3 separate regions of the Pan troglodytes genome follow, and all the other regions are linked to region 3. The links are chromatin contacts, called in public Hi-C maps. All regions are on one chromosome and are shown on one strand. Each heading gives the region's core, a stretch centred on a gene start, on an enhancer-like site or on the middle of the called end of the contact. The rest is flanking DNA. Distances are from core to core; before and after follow the strand shown. Region 1 overlaps SNX19 (sorting nexin 19). Region 2 has its middle 89 kb from the start of SNX19. Region 3 has its middle 6.3 kb from the start of ADAMTS8.

Region 1 (2,700 bases), core at 76-2,575, 460 kb after region 3:
CATGAGCTCTGAGGCCAGGATGACTTAAGTGGAAACTTAAGGCGTGGTTGTTACGACTTTTATGATTTTGGGAACGTTATTTTACCTGAATGTAATTTTCTTCACTTATGAAATGTAGAACTATATGTCTATCTCATAGAATTGAACATTAACATAAACAGTACATAGCTGCTTTCCTGGTATTAATATTGTAATAAGCGTCAGTTCCTTTCCCATTGCAACTACTCGTGCCCTTTTGGTGGCAGACCTGGAGGTTCTCTTAAGAAATAACCAATGTCACAAAGAACTGTTATCCACCTGCTAGTTAGACATGCCCACCAAGAAAGAGGCCCTGGAAGTAGAGTTCCACTCAGAAAGCACCTTGATTCTGGAGCGTTCTAAGAGAACAGTGGAAGCAAGAGGGTTCATGGTCAACCTTTCCCAGCTGTCCTTAGGGAGGTGGACGTTGCGCCTTGCAGCACAGCACTCTCCAGTGCTCCCAGACTCTGCCGCAGCTCTCCTGGCCTTTCCTAGGAGATGGTTTAGAGAGAGACATCTTCTCTAAGAAAGTGATTCCAAGGTCTGGTGTAAGGTCCAGAGCTTGCCATCAAGTTTCTCCTGGGTCCCCTGCTTGTTGGACTCCTTAAACCTGCACACTCTTTCTTTTCTTCTTCCTCTCTGGATACTTCCTAACTTTACACACTTCACGCTCCCCTCTGCCAGAACCTTTCCCCCCGGCTTTCTGCCAAGCCATTCCATTCCCACATGTCCCCAACACTCACACACACACACACTGTCTCTATCTTACACACACACACACACAGACACACACACACACTCCCTCTTTAACTGAGAAATCCTGACGCAGATGCCAGGAATGTGTCTGCTGCCCTTTTGACACAGGTCTGATGCCATCGTTGGGGCCATGGGGAGGGCAGCGCCGCAGACGTGGCATTCACGCATTCTGCTGCTGGCATGGTTCCTATTTTTATCGTGGCATTGCTCTGGGTGTCCAGGCAGGGCGCCGGTCCAGCTTCTTCTCATTCCTTCACTTTCCATCAGGACTCCACACCAATCCTACCCCTTACCTTGGCTGGATCTTCCTGCCCCAAACCCCCTACCATCAATGCAGCACAGTGTATCTCTCCTCTTTCCCTCCAACCCAGTCTAACTCTGAGTACTTGCCCAGTTTGCTAAATCTGATTCTGATGTTTGCAGAGATATTTTCAAGTTTCTTCTGTTTTCGGGCATGAGCAGAGTTTGCACAAGCCGGATTTGCTCCTTGGCTCAGACTGCTACCCGCTCTCCCCTTCCCCTCCCTTTGTCTCTCATTCCAAATAAGGAGTGCTTCTTGTTACATAATTGGATGTTCCCAGCACAGAAGCTGACACATGAGCTTAGGCGCACATGCATGCAAGACTTCCCTTTGACTTAACAATGCCTTTTTTGGGCATCTAACTTCTCTTCAGCTCCCCTCCCACTTCTCTCCACATCATCAACAATCAATGGAGATTTATAAGCCTGGCTCAGATCAGAGCTCTTCCAACTTTGGCTTAGAAGGAGGGGTTATGAAGTCGAACTTACTCTGTTTTTTTTTTTTTCCTTTGCAGGATAGAGAGTGTGCTTATAATTTGACAGAAGTCTATGGCGTCCAAGGCAGTAATGTACACAGGTCTTTTAAAGTTGCAAGATGGGTACACAAAGTTGGAAGCAGAGGAATAAACTTGCCTGCTTGGGGATAATAATACTGGAGGTTGGAACATGAGGACATTTTAAGGAGGAGATGCACTCAAATCTGGTGACTATAGCATCCCTGATGGTCAAACTGCAGTGAGTTCTAAATAACTAGAGAAGTGGCAGTACCACGTGTGGCACCAACACCAACTATCCTGCTCTTTTAAGCACGGAACTTAAAGGAAGAGAACCCAAGTACCCTGCAAAAGCATATGGCTCAGCTACCCGTGGTTTCAGGGAGGACAAACATGTAGCCTCCTAGGCAGCAGTCATGGGGATGGGAGGCAACGGGACCTCATATCATGCCTCTTGTGGGAGATGCAGGGGGTACAGTGGAGAGGTGCTGCAGCTCTGGAGATGTCAAGTTTCCAGCATATTGGCTTACCAAAGCAAATAAAGCTGAAGCATGCAGCAATGCATACACCACTTTTTAAAATTAAAACCTGCAACTGTCCCAGGGATAGTAACATGGGCTGTCTTTAGACTGCAGGACTGCCCTTAGGTTAGCTGCAAGTGTGTAGATACGGAGATGCAGTTTGGATTCTACAAACTGCCTGATAATCTCCAGTACTTGGAGACAGAGATTTTTGGGTTGGCTTTTATCCTGCTGAATTGCAGGGCAAAGATCTGATCCTGAAATTTAGACAATCATCACAGCTATAAATCAGAAAAACCTGGGTTCAAATTCTGCTTGTGATATTTATTAACCCTGTGATTTTGACTAGATAACCCACATTCTTTATAAACCTTAGTTTCCTTGTCTTTAAAATGAGGGTCATAATACCGCTTTCGCAGGACTTGGAGGAATTAAATGGTATTAAGTTGGTGCAAAAGTAACTGCGGCTTTTGAACAGCATGTGCATACAGTGTTCAGTACAGTATTTGCACTAAGTCAACTCTCGATAAACATTTGCTGGACAGCAAATGTGCTGATGCTGACGAGATTACCAACGTTTACACTCTGAATGCTAAAATGTGTTAGCTCCA
Region 2 (2,700 bases), core at 41-2,540, 390 kb after region 3:
TGCTTGTCCACAGGCACAACTCCTGCAGGGCACAGCAGAAAGCGGGGAGGCATGCTGCTGCAGAAGGCCTAGCAGCAGTAACCGCCACTCTGCCAAACCTGCCCTAACATGGAAAAGACCCAGGCAGCCAACGGCCTCCTGAATTAGGTTGTTTGACAAAGCAATGAATGTAGCCTGGCGAGAAGCAGGCTGGGACTGCAGGGCATGCTACAGCTATCTTCAAAGATCTGAAGGAGGTCATAGAGGGGGCACGGTGGAGGTATGTATAGCGGCTCCAGAGGACACAGTTTGCAATGCTTGCTGGAAGTTATAGAAAAAGGAATTTGGGCTTACTGTAAGAAAAAATTACATGAAACATAGTAATGAGCTCCCTGTTCTTGGAGGCAGACAAGCAGTGTCTGCACCAACCTGCTAGTGATGGCACAGAAGAGGTGGCTGCACTGCATGAAGCTGGGCCTGCACGGTATCCCATGCTCCTTCCAATTTTAATACTTTATGATTCTGTAAAACACCGAGAAACTTTATTTTTAAAGCCACAAACCACTTATTTTTAATTTGGGTGTTCCTTTCCCATATTATTATTATTTTTTGTGGTGTGGGAAAAAATGTTTCCAAGGCCCTTCCCTTCTTTGCTGCCTCTGAAAAGCCAGACCTGGGCACCTTTTCACACGAATATTTTACCCTAGAAACTCTGGGCAAACAGGGCCCAGTGCCTTATACACTGGGAAACTGCACAGCTCTGAGCTCCTGAGAAGTGCGTAGTGTTATCTCCAGTTTATTGTTCATTCTTAGAAGGTACTCTGATGATTATTTAACTATTTTCCTGTCTTGGTTTGAAGAGGCAGGAATTAAATGTCAGTGAGTGTGTGTAACAAGAACTATGTAACCCTGCCCTTTGGGAAGGGTGTGTGGGGGGAAGCTAAAATTACTCAGATCATGTAGGGCTGCGCTTTGAGGTTCTCTGGAGCAAGGCTTGTGATGCCTGGGACAGCAGAGCTGGCAACAGTGGGCCCAGTGCCCTGAAACCCCTGCTTCCTGCCTGTTTCTCTGGAAGTCAGCTGAGCTTCATGGCCACCCTAGAGCACAGCCTTGGAGCCCCTCTCCGCACACATGGGTGTGCTGCCTGTCTCGGGTTAGCCATGGCCCATGAAGCTATCTCTGACTCCTGAGCAGCCAGACGTGGGGTGGGGTGGGGTGGCAGGGTGGGAAACCTCCCAGTCACCAACAGTGACCTTGGTGAGGCGCTGGGGGTGAGTCAGATCCTCCTCACAGACTACACGCGGCTGCCACCTCCTGGAACTTGCCATAACCCAGGCAACTCTCAGATTCTGGGCCTTCACTTGTGATGTCAGGGATGGGGGCATTGCAAAGGAGGGAGGCGGGGACAATGGCTGGATGTTACCTGCTCTCTACTCTGGAAACCCAAGGCTGGAGGCTGCTGCAGCTCTGCGCGCCCTGGGGGCTTCTGCCAGCCCCGCCTGGCTTCCCTCTTGGAACAGAATGGAATCCTCACAGGTTTATAAAACCAAGCCTGATTTCAGGAAAGGGGGTGTCCTTTGGGGCACCTTTGATTTATCCTGCCATCCTCATCCACATCATGCCCCACAAGAAGCCCTTTCTCTCTGAGCCGAGGTGCTGTTACAAGCTGTTCAGAGGCCCCCATGCCCTAGTACCTCTGACACAGGCAGTTGCTGTGGCAAAGGAGAGGCACCAAAGACACTGGCCCTCTCTAAAGACTCTTGGTGACTCTAGAGCCAGAAGTCAACAGTGGGATGGACAGATCATCTCCAACTCTTGTCTTCAAAATGCACCTGTGTTTTAACGGCTCCCCAGGGAAGGAGATCCAGTCACTGGTTAACATTCTGCGATGGTGTCTGATAGCCCTCACTAGCTCCAGAACGTTCCTATCCCTCTTAGGCTTTCTTTTTGTATCTTCATCACTCTGACATTGGTGCTCTTTCAGGCCCTGTTTGCTGCAACCCTGACTGGAACCTCCACATTTAAGTTCCTAATGAAATCTTCTCTTTGACTTTTGCTCATTTATAAAACTTTGTGCCAGCTCTTGGGGTCGAGAGAAATCAGTTTCTAGACCAAATGCCAAGTGCCATCTCCCAAATCTGCAGGTGAGGGTAGTCACTAAAATGCCAAGTGACCTGTTTGCAAGCCGACAGCTGAGGGTGACCTTGCTGGCTGGGCTAGGCCAAATGGGCTCCGGCGTTCAGTGTGTCTCATTTCTCTGCTATTTGACCTGGTTCACATTTGGCTGCGGGGATTGAGCCCAGGCAGTGGGCCCAACTCAGCGGTGTCCTCTGGCCTCTGCACAAGATCTTTATCATGAAGCTAGGCAAGGGCTGTATAATCCTTTCCGTTACTTCAGGGTAATGGTCAAGGTAGGAAGGAGCTCTGGGTGACCTGCCTGGAAGAACAGGTTGAGGTTTATAAGGTTGATTTCAGTAGTTTTTGGGGTTTAATGGGTAGGGAAAGGAGAGGGGCTGGCTGATGATGGCTAGGCCATAGCACTGAAGTCCAAAGACCCAAGGTATACAGAGGTCAAAGCTTCAGGTTGGGCAGGAAATTTGTGCAGGCCAGCCTGGAGAGCATTCTTAAGTCTTGAGGATGGTACATTCCCCAAGGGCAATGACCACTTCGTAAACGTATTTTCACTCCCTTAGAAAACTCAGCACAGTACTGTCACATAGT
Region 3 (2,700 bases), core at 201-2,700:
ACAGTCGCCTTGTATTCCCTTTGGCCTGCAGGTTTCTGTGACTGCCACCTGCATGTGTGGAAGCATGTCTGTGCTGCTTAATTCTTCCTTAGTCCTAGATAGTCTCTCTTTTTGGAACCTTTAAAGTTTTTCAGTATTTAGAAAATCTTTTTTTTTTTTTTTTTTTTTTTTTTTTTTGAGACAGAGTCTTACTCTGTCACCCAGGCTGGAGTGCAGTGGCATGGTCTTGGCTCACTGCAATCTCCGCCTCCCAGGTTCAAGCAATACTCCTGCCTCAGCCTCCTGAGTAGCTGGGATTATAGGCACCCACCACTATGCCTGGCTAATTTTTGTAATTTTAGTTGAGTTGGGGTTTCACCCTGTTGGCCAGGCTGGTCTTGAACTCCTGCCCTCCGCCTCCCAAAGTGCTAGGATTACAGATGTGAGCCACCACGCCTGGCTGGAAATCATTAAATCATATCCCTGAGGCCACTTTAAGTTCAATTCCCTGTAAAGTGCTAGCTACTCTGATTATTTTTCCTGCCTTCATCTGGTGTTCACAGTCTCAACAGGCATGCTCCCAATTCTGTGATCTATATCAGGGAAAGCCAGATTTAGCAGAAACTTTACTGCGATATTGACATTGTATTGCTTGCTAATGAGATTTTAATTGATTTTAATACACTGAGAAACAAATTCACAAACAGCCCTTTCTGTTCCTGCCATTTGTATTTTTAGTGACTAACTGCCAAGTATTGGGTTCCCAAAGTTGCAAAAGAGATGGTTCCCGTTCTCCCAAGATACAGTCTTGTGGAGGAGTCTAGCAAGAAACTCGTAAAAGGTTGCCCAAGACTCCATGTGGAATGCATCCATGATTATAATCTGTGCTTACTACAGTACCTGGCCAGTAAGAGTTACTTGTACATTTTAGTATTATAAGCAGTAACAATTGCCACCATGAGAACCGACATAGGTCATGCCTGTCTCACCACATTATGGCCAGGAGGTGGCACTGTTGGAACTTGCGCTCTCGCTCGCTCTCGGTCGCTCGCTCTCGGTCGCTCTCTCTCTCTCTGTCTCGCAACTTTCTAAAAAATTAGGCATCACTACCGTGTCATGCCAGTCTAAGGAAACAGTCCTTCAACGTTGTTCAAAAAATCTAAGCACAGAGCAATTCCTCATAGCCAATCACCGGAGCCAGTTGAAGGAGGCGCTGTCCTGTTCCTTTGTTTAGCGTGAGTCGTGCGTCTCTCCTTCCTATTTATTCTTGTTTCTTCACTTTGATTTCTGCTCTTCATGACACCAGTGCCTCTCAACTCTAATTATCTCACAGGCTGGGAGAGCTTGCAAAGCTGAGATGTCTCCAGGGCCGGGGTCAACCTTAATCATGAGGACGGCTTGGTTTCTGTACACCCCGATTAATTAATGCAAACATGTATTTCTCCCAAATCTTCACTATTGATTGTAACCAGCAGGTGGGAGTGTTGGCATATTTACCTTTTATGGGTCCTGGAAGGAGAGGGTCTGAAAACGCCCTCAACAATGCATCTCACTAGCCACTTAACCACTTCGGAGTTTATATATACATGTAATATGTGTAAATGTATTATACAAACTTGCAAAACTACACTTATTTATCTTTGTTTTAGAAGGAAAGAAAAGAGAAATGCAGGAAAGGAGCCAGGATCTTCAGGATCTGGGGTGCTCAGAGAAATCATTCTCCGAGCAGATAAGCTGCTTATTGAAAGTCACTGTAGCAAGTCCCAATGTAAGTCCCATTGTAACAAGTCCCTTTTACAAGGAACTTGTAAAAACTACCCAGTTCTTATAAATGTGCTTACAGTGAGTTAGAGTTGAAGTGCTAAGAAGCCTGCCTGGCACACAGTAGGCATGTTTATTGTTTTCTATCATCATCATCCTATCCTCATCATATATATTCCCATCTGGCCTGGTGCAAAGTATTTAAAATGTATCTTGTCACCTTTCGCCTCATCCTCAGGGTCTCTCTTCTTTTAGAATCACCTAGGGCTCTCCTCTGACCTTCTGTTCTCATGAACAGGAGGGAAGCCAATAAGTCATGAACGCTTTGTTTTGGTAGCAAGTACTACTAGAAATGTTTGAATTTTAAGAGATCCGAGGAAAGGGAAGCAAAAGAAATAAACGACTAATAGTAGAATTTCAGACACTGTGGCTCCAGCATGAGGGAGCAATCTGGCTGGGGTCCAGTGACACATGCCAGGGCCCCTAAGTAACTATGCTACCCGTCCCTGCTTGCATCTCTGCAGAACTTTGCGCAGGGAGATATTTTTCATTCCTGGAAGTGTTTAAGCAATGTCACGGGTACCTGCAGGGTGATAAAAGAGAATACCAGGACTGGGCAGGAGATTATAGGTCCTTGAAGGACCCATCCCTTCTAATTTTAAAATGTTCTTTAAAATTAAAAAAAAATTAAAACTTATCCTTGATTTAAAGAAAGGGTCTTACTGCGTTGCCCTGACTGGTCTTGCCCTCCTGGGCTCAAGTGATCCTCCTGCCTCAGCCTACAGACACTGGGAGTAGCTGGGACTACAGGCACGTGCCACCTTGCTGGGCCTAATCTTCAAATAGTCTTGAGTAGTGGAGGATTATTTGGATTCTGGATAAGAAACACAGAGTTTTGTTTTTGTTTTGACTTTTAGATATCTACCCCCATTGCAAATTGTGCAGCTGTCTGTTGATCCC

What was found. A called contact is a pair of places that touch in the nucleus more often than the background predicts.
Region 1: a Hi-C map of stem cell-derived neural progenitor cells shows a contact between it and region 3, with 4 times the contacts expected there. The contact joins two enhancer-like sites. A contact is called at or near these places in 2 of 7 Hi-C or Micro-C datasets (blood and stem cell-derived neural progenitor cells) and 1 of 1 datasets of contacts at active chromatin or transcription factors (stem cell-derived excitatory neurons).
Region 2: a Hi-C map of stem cell-derived neural progenitor cells shows a contact between it and region 3, with 2.5 times the contacts expected there. The contact joins two enhancer-like sites. A contact is called at or near these places in 1 of 7 Hi-C or Micro-C datasets (stem cell-derived neural progenitor cells) and 1 of 1 datasets of contacts at active chromatin or transcription factors (stem cell-derived excitatory neurons).

What each region holds. Positions count from the first base shown.
Region 1 is chr9:132,826,901-132,829,600 of NHGRI_mPanTro3-v2.0_pri, forward strand. The region is part of intron 8 of SNX19 (sorting nexin 19); the gene reads right to left. Among named protein-coding and RNA genes, the nearest start is that of SNX19, 19 kb to the right of the region's middle. Within about 2 kb of position 1,326, at least 9 of the 24 cell types and tissues checked have an H3K27ac peak or open chromatin away from gene starts, as enhancers often do. A contact at or near this core is called in stem cell-derived neural progenitor cells, where this site is marked.
Region 2 is chr9:132,756,936-132,759,635 of NHGRI_mPanTro3-v2.0_pri, forward strand. No RefSeq gene overlaps it. Among named protein-coding and RNA genes, the nearest start is that of SNX19, 89 kb to the right of the region's middle. Within about 2 kb of position 1,291, at least 3 of the 24 cell types and tissues checked have an H3K27ac peak or open chromatin away from gene starts, as enhancers often do. A contact at or near this core is called in stem cell-derived neural progenitor cells, where this site is marked.
Region 3 is chr9:132,363,916-132,366,615 of NHGRI_mPanTro3-v2.0_pri, forward strand. No RefSeq gene overlaps it. Among named protein-coding and RNA genes, the nearest start is that of ADAMTS8, 6.3 kb to the left of the region's middle. Within about 2 kb of position 1,451, at least 6 of the 24 cell types and tissues checked have an H3K27ac peak or open chromatin away from gene starts, as enhancers often do. A contact at or near this core is called in stem cell-derived neural progenitor cells, where this site is marked.